Regions from separate parts of the Salvelinus alpinus genome. Here region 2 is linked to region 1. Evidence: chromatin contacts called from public Hi-C data. All regions are on one chromosome and are shown on one strand. Each heading gives the region's core, a stretch centred on a gene start, on an enhancer-like site or on the middle of the called end of the contact. The rest is flanking DNA. Distances are from core to core; before and after follow the strand shown. Region 1 holds the start of LOC139554497 (protein argonaute-3-like). Region 2 holds the start of LOC139554265 (histone-lysine N-methyltransferase 2B-like).

The links. A called contact is a pair of places that touch in the nucleus more often than the background predicts.
Region 2: a Hi-C map of red muscle shows a contact between it and region 1, with 8 times the contacts expected there. The contact joins the promoter of LOC139554265 here to the promoter of LOC139554497 in region 1. A contact is called at or near these places in 2 of 3 Hi-C or Micro-C datasets (muscle and red muscle).

Annotation. Positions count from the first base shown.
Region 1 is chr26:5,198,107-5,203,386 of SLU_Salpinus.1, forward strand. LOC139554497 (protein argonaute-3-like) reads right to left here and starts at 1,964. Exons shown (of 19, transcript XM_071367324.1): 1 at 1,425-1,964. The coding sequence starts at 1,443.
Region 2 is chr26:5,565,545-5,570,824 of SLU_Salpinus.1, forward strand. It overlaps LOC139554265 (histone-lysine N-methyltransferase 2B-like), which reads right to left and starts at 2,948. Exons shown (of 37, transcript XM_071367025.1): 1 at 2,522-2,948. The coding sequence starts at 2,824. It overlaps LOC139554266 (zinc finger protein 16-like), which reads right to left. Exons shown (of 5, transcript XM_071367026.1): 5 at 3,867-5,280. The coding sequence ends at 4,895.

The sequences.
Region 1 (5,280 bases), core at 714-3,213:
TTGAAGATATTGGAAGAACTGTCCACATTTACTTTCCATGCACCGGTCTCAAAACAGGGGCAGCGGGAAAAAAGTACATGTCATCTATGCACTTAAATAGCGAATGGAGGATGCATCTGCATTGATGTCAGAGTGATAATAGAGTGCTCAATAGCAGGCAGTTAGCAAGTTTGGTAGGCTACTAATGACCATCAGCAGCATCAGAGCTTGGAGAAACCTAATTACCATGACTAAACGGTCACATGGAATTTGACTGCCATCATGACTCGTGACCGCCGGTGTGGCAGTAATACGGTCACCGCAACAGGCCTACTCCCAACCACAGTTTTACCTCTGAACATTGAATAGTTTCTCCAATATGTACATGTATAGGCCTACAGTGTATTGCATTGGGACCATTTGAGTGGGTGGAGTAGAAAGTGTTGCTGGGCATATAGACCTCAGTCCCCCATGAAATAACACCATATATACACATTCTACAGATCCTTCTAAGTATTTATTACCCTACGTTTTCTGTACAGTGCTATATTTGTACCGTATAGTGTCCAGGCAGCCCATTTTTAAGCTATTTGACCACAGTAAGGCCAGCAACAATCCATAAAAGGCCAGCAACACTCAGAGCCCGATGAAATGACACCAACATATACAATTCTACTAAGTATTCCCTACAATACTTTTACGGCGGCACCCTGAATATGTTTTGCTCTATATAGTGATTTGCATTGTGGCCGCCAATATAACGGGTGGAGTAAAGGGCCAGCAACACTCCGTATTATTCATATCCCTTGAAATGACACCGTATATACAATCTACAGACCCTACTGAGTATTCCCTATAACACTTTTACTACGGCACCCAGAATAGTTTTTGCTCTATAAGCCAATATGTATACCATATACAGTGATTCGCATTGAGGGGATTTATTTGACCTTCAAACATGTTTTTTTTTAACCCAAATTGAATGCAAATGATTTCTTAAATATGAACACATATGAATCATTGTTAATGTTTGGACAATTATTTGTCATATCATGAATAAATACAGGTTATTTACACGTTTCTACTATTACGTGGGGGACTTTTATTTAGAAATGTTCCCAAATTCTGTGACCCGGAAGTACTTTTTTGTTGCTGCCGACGAGACGCTGATCCGGCAAATCATCTTACCAATGGTATGTCTGGTCACCCAAATTCGTTTTCTAACCCAGACAGTAGAGTGAAAGGCCTGGATGTGTTTATTTTCATGCATTATCTGATTGGTAGGCTTATTTGGGAGGATCTCGGGTTCTTTTGGTTTTGACTGTATGCTATCCTTTAAGGATCCTTTAAGGATAGCAACTGATAGTCAGCCTACAAAACTTAAACACCAAACTTCAACAATTTAATAAGAATAAGGGGTTTGACAGACAGGTGTATGAATATACCTGAAGTTCCGATTTCCATTCATGAGGTCTCTGTCCCCTGCTCCCAATGGTCAAATCTCAACGCAGCTCCTGTTCGTCTGACGCTATTACCTCAGCGTTGGAGACGTTCCACCCGACCACTCTATCAAGCCGACACCCCGGCTTCTCTCGCTGATTTGGGCACGGGCCGCTGTGGTGTCCGCTTAATTAACCCGAGATCCTCCCAAATTGCCCCCGTTGTTAACCGGCACAAATTGAACGACGTGTCCCCTTCCTTTCGTTAAAGCACTAATTCTTCTCAGGTGACAATATATATATATTTTCAAAGACTCAAGTCCCAGAAAATATTTCAGAGCCTCGGATACTCCACTGCTCCTATTCCTGAACGGTTTTAAGGCTATATCTCGATCGTTTAGGGTTTCTCCTTGTCATTAGTTGCCAGGATAATATCAACATCATCTTTGTTTTTTCAGACCATATAAGTGAACCTTTTGGTGTTCTTCTGCCGGCAAATTGGTGTTTCACTCCCCGGTGCGTTCTCTGTACTACCGCTGTGAAGCGGGCAAGATTAACTAAGTACTTTCCGGGTCACGGATATCGTCTTCTTCTGTGGTATATTGGCGATTGCACAATTTAATGTACATCCCGCCACCTACTGTGCGGGATGGAAACAGGATTCCCCAAAACGGCCAAACTACCAATAACAAAAAAACAACCAAACTACAAAAAATAAACTAAATCAAACAATCTTTGGCTTGTCATGGGTCCGCTTGTCATGTTTCGGGGGACCCATGACTCGACCTTCGCCTCTCCTGAGCCCGTTGCAGCGATGAGACAAGATTGTAATTAGATCGTGATTGGATATCACGAAATTGGTGAGAAAAAGAGGGTAAAAAAATGTTTTAAATAAAAAATTGGATCCCTTACAAAGGCTCAAGGGGAGCCTGGGAGAGTGTGTCGTCTTCTGGCTCAAGTACCCCCTGCAAGTCTTTTCTGCCGCAGCCACAATAATGTCCAGTTTCTTTGAGACTTGAGCCGTACAGTTTATAACTGTGGCAATGAACGCCACAAAATCCACCTTTTTAACAGACTGGGTATCTTTTGACTGGCAGCAAACATTTACTACAGGCTGTGGTGCATCCACTACCATATCTTCACTAGCATCACTTGTTTTCTCAATGAATTGAATCGCCTCCGCATCTCCTATGCGGAGGCGGAACTCGGGAACTCGGTATCCTGATCCCCACCACAATTGCAACACCGTTGTCCTTCTACACACCGTTCTTCAGTATAATCTGTTCGTCTGCACCCACTTGAAACATGGCCAAATCCTTTACAGTTCTTACACTGCAGTGGTTTGGGGACAAAAGCTCTTACATCTTACATAACTGAGCTTCACATGCATAGGTAGGTGCTCTTTTTTTTTTTTAAAGAACAGGGCCGACTGACTTTCTTATTTTTCGTCATTCACCCAGCGGGTCAGACGCCTGGCACCAACCACACCAGGAAATCTCTTCCTGAACATCTGTTGTCACCCCTGAGGTGACTCCTTTGACGGGTGCTCTACTCCGAAGTTCAAAGCAGGAAACTTCTGTTGTCTCGATTCTTTTGAGGCCTACTGCAATCTTCCTGTGTTTTTCATGAATACAGTCAATCAAAATAAGACCACTCCTGGTCACTCAGACAGACTCCACTTTTCCCAGCGCATTCACACCTCAAACAGGTTTCCCACATATGGCATCCTTACTCAACAAGCGCATCCCAACAAGAAGCGAATCGTTATCATTCACAGACTTATCTTCCACTCCAATTTCAGACAATTTCCTTTTTTGTTCCAGTTTTCGACCCTACAGTTGTCCATTCAGGACTTTCATCTTCATCAACTTTGCTCGACACGCTGAATTGATTCGAACTTCTACCATTTTACCTTACTGAAACGTCGCACTCCTCAGCCAAACTGTAAGTTCTCCAAACTCCACTAGGCTCCCACATTTTTGGAGTCCTTCAGAATATGAGTCAAATCAAATCAAAGTTTATTTGTCACGTGCGCCGAATACAACAGCAGTGAAATGCTTACTTACAGGCTCTAACCAATAGTGCAAAAAAAGGTATTAGGTGAACAATAGGTAGGTAAAGAAATAAAACAACAGTAAAAAGACAGGCTATATACAGTAGCGAGGCTACATACAGACACCGGTTAGTCAGGCTGATTGAGGTAGTATGTACATGTAGATATGGTTAAAGGGACTATGCATATATGATGAACAGAGAGTAGCAGTAGCGTAAAAGACTTAGTCCTATCCTATACACTTATCCTGTACACTTTGTTAATGAATAATTAGGGTGAGAAAATGTGCACAGTTATCGATATATTTTATACAAATGATCATACAAAGAATAATTTAAAGTATTTCTATACGATATGTGATTTATTTGTTTATTTTTCATAGGGTGTCAAATCAAAAAATACAGTTGAGAAGATACCACTCCAAGAAAACCAATGGTCCAAACCTCATGTCTCTACCATAATCCGTTCAAAAGTTATTGGAGTTTTTACCCTTGTCGAATGGTCAAGATTAGGATGACTAAATCAATGTAGACCAGAGGAAAAAAAGTGCTAAAAAAAAAATCAGGAAAATGGCATTGCGTCAGCTAAGCTGGATGCTGTGCGAGAATTAAGGCAAACTGACAGGCTCACCATTAAACTCTTTTTTTTTCTTGAATCCAGAGGACATAAAACAATATAGAGGCTAGGTAGATATTGATTTTGAGACATGACAAGCATAATTTTCATATTTTAGTATATGATTTTGTGACGCCCATGAAGTTATGTATCACATTTTATATACACTAAGTACATAAAGCACACCTGCTCTTTCCATGACATAGATTGACCAGGAGGATGGTCCCCTCGTATCGTCGCCGTTCCTCTTTCGGGGCCTCCGCCTGCTTCCATGGCAGGGTCTTGTCCCCTGACATTACCTCCTCCCAGGTCCAGGATGTCCTCCACTCTCTTTTCTTCCGGGCCCAGGATCCCTGCTCCTCTTGAACACGCTGCTTGGTCCGTGTGTGGTGTGATCTTCTGTCACGATTGTCATAATGATGAGACCAAGGCGCAGCGTGAGTAGAGTTCCACATCATTTTAATAAACTGAAACTCAACTAACAAAACAACAAACAATCAAACATAACGTGAAGCTACTGATGTGCACTCAGGCAACTATACATAGACAAGATCCCACAACACAAATGAGGGAAATGGCTACCTAAATATGATCCCCAATCAGAGACAAGGATAAACAGCTGTCTCTGATTGGGAACCATATCAGGCCAACATAGACATACAAAAACCCCTAGACATACCAAACCCTAGTCACACCCTGGCCTAACCAAAATAGATAATAAAAACTTCTCTATGGCCAGGGCGTGACATTGCCGATGACAAGCATAGCCATAGCATCAAGCAGCCACCAGTCTGCTTGGAAATATGAAGAGTGATGGGATTTGTTGGATTTGCCCCAAACATAATGCTTTGTATTCAGGACATAAATTTCATTCTTGCTACATTTTTTGCAGTTTTACTTTAGTTCCTTATTGCGAACAGGATGCATGTTTTGGAATATTTTTAGACTGTACAAGCTTCCTTCTTTTCACTCTGTCATTTAAGTTAGTATTGTGGAGTAACTACAATGTTGATGAGCCATGCTCAATTTTATCCTGTCACAACCATTACACTCTGTAACTGTTTTAAAGTCACCATTGGCCACATGGTGAAATCCCTGAGGGGTTTCCTTCCTCTCTTGCGAGGGCACCGGTATCTTTGTAGTGGCTGGGTGTATTGATACACCATCCAAAGTGTAATTAATAACTTCACCATG
Region 2 (5,280 bases), core at 1,698-4,197, 370 kb after region 1:
GGCCGCCCCAAGGTGGTAAGGGTAGGTAACAACACATCCGCCACGCTGATCCTCAACACGGGGGCCCCTCATGGGTGCGTGCTCAGTTCCCTCCTGTACTCATGACTGCACGTCCAAGCACGACTCCATCATCATCATTAAGTTTGCTGATGACAACAGTGGTAGGGATGATCACCGACAACGATGAGACAGCCTATAGGGAGGTGGTCAGAGACCTGACCTTGTGGTGCAAGGGCAACAATCTCTCCCTCAACTTGATCAAGACAAAGGAGACGATTGTGGACTACAGGAAAAGGAGGACTGAGCACGCCCCCATTCTCATCGACGGGGCTGCAGTGGAGCAGGTTGAGCGCTTCAAGTTCCTTGGTGTTCACATCACCAACAAAATAACATGGTCCAAGCACACCAAGACAGTCGTGAAGATGGCACGACAAAACATATTGCCCCTCGAGACTGAAAATATTTAGCATGGGTCCTCAGATCCTCAAAACGTTTTACAGCTGTACCATCAAGAGCATCCTGATTGGTTGCACCACTGCCTGGTATGGCAACTGCTCGGCCTCCGACCGCAAGACACTACAGAGGGTAGTGTGTAAGGCCCAGTACATCGCCGGGGCCAAGCCTCCTGCCATCCAGGACATCTATACCAGGCGGTGTCAGAGGAAGGCCCTAAACATTTTCAAAGACTCCAGCAACTCTAGTCATAGACTGTTCTCTCTGCTATCGCACGGCAAGCGGTACCGGAGCGCCAAGTCTAGGTCCAAGAGGCTTCTAAACAACTTCTACCCCCAAGCCATTACACTCCTGAACAGCTAATCAAATGGCTACCCAGGCTATTTGCATTGCCCCCCCCACCCCCATACTGCTGCTACACTCTGTTATTATCTATGCATAGCCACTTTAATAACTCCACCTACAATGTACATAATTACCTCAATACCGGTGCCCCCGCACTTTGACACATTAACTCTGTATCGGTACCCCCTGTATATAGCCCCGCTATTGTTATTTACTGCTGCTCTTTAATTATTTGTTATTCTATCTCTTACTTTTTTAGGGATTTCCTTAAAACTGCATTGTTGGTTAAGGGCTTGTAAGTAAGCATTTCACTGTAAGGTGAAATGTACACCTGCTGTAGACCTTACATGTGACAAATAAAATTTGACTTGATTTGAATAATGAGGCCTGTTTTACCTTTCTTCAAAGTTGCCTTGCGAAAATCCATCAGTAGAAACGTGGAGGCATTTTATGAAGACTTCCTCAAGCAGTTAAAATCCATCAGTAGAAACGTGGAGGCATTTTATGAAGACTTCCTCATGCAATTAACCAGCATTGCTCTCCTATTCTATTTTCATATCAACTCTCTTTCGTTATCCAGAATCCAAAGGCACAATCCTAGTCATATTAGCAACACATAATTGTTGCTATGAGATTCACAAACCTCATGGCTAGAGTAATGCTTGTAATACGTTAATGTTGCATAGGCTTACGTTTTTTAAATTAAGTCATGTAAAAAAAAATCTATTCTGATCGGTAGATCTTGGGTGGCATTTTGACTCAAAGTAATCTTCACTCAGAAATGGTTGGTGACCACTGGTCTCAGTAGACTAGTTCTAAATTGCTTGCCGAATGGGGCATGTCACGCAGCAATTAGCCTAGTTGTGGTGAGCATGGCATGAGCGCCAATTTGATTGATAATGCGATTACAAACTCACATAAAAATTAACTGTCAATACTAGTAGGCTATGGTGCTAGAACAAACTGCTCTTAGTTTAAATGACACACGGGCCAAGCTTTTGGTGTAGCCCACTTAAAGCATGCAGTGGAATATCTCAAGATCGTTTCTGTTCCACAGGGCCAGACATCTTTCACTTACGATGGGGGCTGTCGGGAGTGGACTAAATGACAGATACTATGGCATAATCTGACTGAACAGGGGCAACGTTGATACCAAATATGTTATATTGTGTTGATACTACGTAGAGTGATGGTGGATGTGTGAAAATGTGACTGTGTTGCAAAAGTTGCTATCTAGATAGCATCACTTGCTAACTACATTGTTTTAGTATAGCTAGTTCAATTGGCAGAAAAACTTGTATCCAGACAGAGTCATGTTGGCTACCACGAATTTCACCGCCTAAAATCATCGATTATCAAAGATCCTGGTAACGTTAATGTCAGTCAGAAGGCTGTCAGGAGATGTTATCACTGTTAGCTACTAACGTTTACTTGTCACCGAGTACAGTGGATTGGTACAGTAACTAGCAAACATTTGAACCACAATCCGGATTTATAAAAGAGGCGTTGAATACGGCTAGAACGTCACCTGTAAACCCAGATTCTGGTTCAGCAAGATTTGAAGTTTGAACAATTGTATAGTTGGATACCTACTGTAGCCAGGTAACGAACGTTACAGACACTTGATTCTCAATATAATCTATATTACACAGCGAAGGCTGTGGAACATACACGTGTTAATTGGGTCTGTGGTGTGGGGCTGTTGCACGGCTTGGAAACTCACCTCTCCACTCCCGCTTGAGTAGAAACCCGCGTCTCTCTGGCGCCTATGTTTATCAGCAATCCCGAGTAAACGCAGCAGTGACGGGTCCTCGCTCAACGTTAGTCCAATGTTGATGGGCCTTCGGCCTCCTGTGACTATCCCTCCACTTTCCGAGCCCAACCTTCCCAGCTGCGGACGTTTCTCCGATCGTAGCCGAATACGAGATGTCCATGGCCGGCCCGGGAAACGGGCCCGGGCTACGGCCGGCGTGCTGGAACCCGCGACATTAGCGGGAGATGATAATCCCTCTCCCGCTGCCGCCATTATTCACTACTATAACAACAACGGTGGTGGTGCGCTGTGTCTGTAGCGCTTCTGGTGAAACAAGATGGAAAGGCGCGAGATAGGAAGGAAATACCATTGCATCATGGGAAAACGAGTTTGTTGTAATTTCAGAATTCTCAGCGTTGTTTTTGAGGGTTTATGAATGTGGAGTACATATACATTTTGTTTTATTCGTGTTATATATTTCAATTAAGTTTAAACGTATTAAAAAGAAATAAAAGAACATAAACATACATGTATAGTAATATACATTATTATTCAGTATTCAGTCCACTTGCAGTAAATGTTTGCAACTTTGACCGTTTTTTTCCCTTCTGTCCACTTGTTTCTCTCCTTTTTGCCATAATATGTATATATTGTTGTGCAGGTAACGACACAGATTCTTATTTGTAATGAGGATCTTAAGTGATCACAGCAATATAAAATACCCCTCAAAATCGATGTCATTCCATCTCTTTCTGCATTCCTTCTCCATGATACTCATTTCCATTTGGCTCAACACCTGCCAGTATTTTTATATGGTGACTCTCAGAGTATCCATCTCCTTCAACAGCACTACCCACCATCCTGTTTCTCGACCAATCCCTCGTAAACCTTTTCCTCCTCCACAGCACCATCCCTCTTTCCTTTCTCTCTGCTGTTCTTCTCCAGAATGGTTTTGACCTGGAACCATCCCTCCTTAGCCGTCTCCTTTTCTCCCCCACTTCTCTTAGCCAGGTTAATCTCCAGCTCACTCCTTAGCTGGTTCCAGGTGTTATTCTCCTCTTTCCCATTCTCAACTACAAGCAGTTGCTTTATTTTAGGCTTTTTTCTTTTTCTTTCACCTTCATTCATCCTTGATCTCTCATCTTTTCCTTTTTCTGCCTTTGGATTTCCTCCTCATTCTCCATCCTCACTAGCTCCTTCTGCCACAACCTCAATGAATGGAAAAGATCTAACTCAGTACTAATCTTTTCCATTAATTTCAGGTTCACACACTAGTTTCCCATAACCTCAAATTCACATAAATTACAGACTGCAATTTAAAAATCACTCCTTACTATTTAATTATGGATGAAAAAAGTACAAGATCATATCACAACAACGACATCCTTCACAGAACAATATATTCTCCGGACCAATATATATACATTTACATGATCAGAAGATGCCTTGACAGGAACGTAAACTAAATGATGAGTGGAATGTTGAAGGCGGTAGGTTGCCCAGCGATTAAGAGCGATGGGCCAGTAACTGAAAGGTCGAATCCCGAGTTAACTAGATGACAAATCTGTTGATGTGCCCTTGAGCAAAGAACTTAACCCTAATTGCTCCTGTAAGTTGCTCTGGATAAGAGCATCTGCTAAATGACTAAAATGTAAACCATAAAACCCATTGATTTCCTACTAAAATAAATATGATAAGTTACTAAATCTTCTCACATTTGAGGTAATATAGAAATAGATTCATACCCTGGAAGGGGGCTGGCAGTTGAAATTCACGATCATGTACACATCATTAGAGGGTTCTAAAAGCACTTCAAAATAATCCGTGGGAGCAACCAGGAACAAGCTAATGATCCAACTGAGTGCTTATCCATAATGGTATGTCACATATTCCAAACTCCCATCTTGAACATAAAAAACCCACCCACATCAACACCTGTTTTAACCAAATTATATTTTCCAAACTCTTAAAAGCTGCAGCATGTAACTTTTTAGGTAACCCGACCAAATTCACATAGAATTATGAGTTATAGAAAGCAAGCAACTCATCAAAAGCAAGTCTAAGAAGCAGTAGATCTGTTCTATGTGCGCTATTTCTATGATTTCCTCAAGTTTCGTTTTGCGGCTTTTACTTTTGGGTTTGTACACCAGCCTCAAACAGCTGGCAATATATTTCACAGTGGTTTAGATGGTAGAATGATTCTCTATGCTATACATTGCTTGTTTTGTCACAAACTAAAATGAGGCAAACTATTATAATTTTAGCAACCAGAAAATGGTAAGCAATTTCTGCATATTGCACCTTTAACCATTACATAAATTGTCCATGATGACATTCCCCAGATTATCTATTTTCTTTGTCTGTTGCCTCTTCTCCCTCAGTGTGGGTCTTCTGGTGTGCCTTTAGGTTGCTCTCCCGGCCAAAGGTCTTGCCGCAGGTGGGGCAGTTGTGTTGGCCATAGCCGTGAGCCATGGCCATGTGGGCTTTGAGCTGCTCCGGTCGAGCATAGCTCTCTTCACACTCAGAGCAGGGTTGAGTCTTGAGAGGTGGAGGTGGCCGCCTGTGCTTCTCCTTCTTGTGGGCCCGGAGAAGGGCAACAGAGGAGAACATGAGGTCACACTCAGCTTCAGGACAGGGAATTTGGAGCTCCTCCTTATGGGGTAGACCCGGTCGTTTCCCTCCTTTTGCCACAAGCTCCTCTCCCCCATCGTCAGCTTTCCCACTCTTCT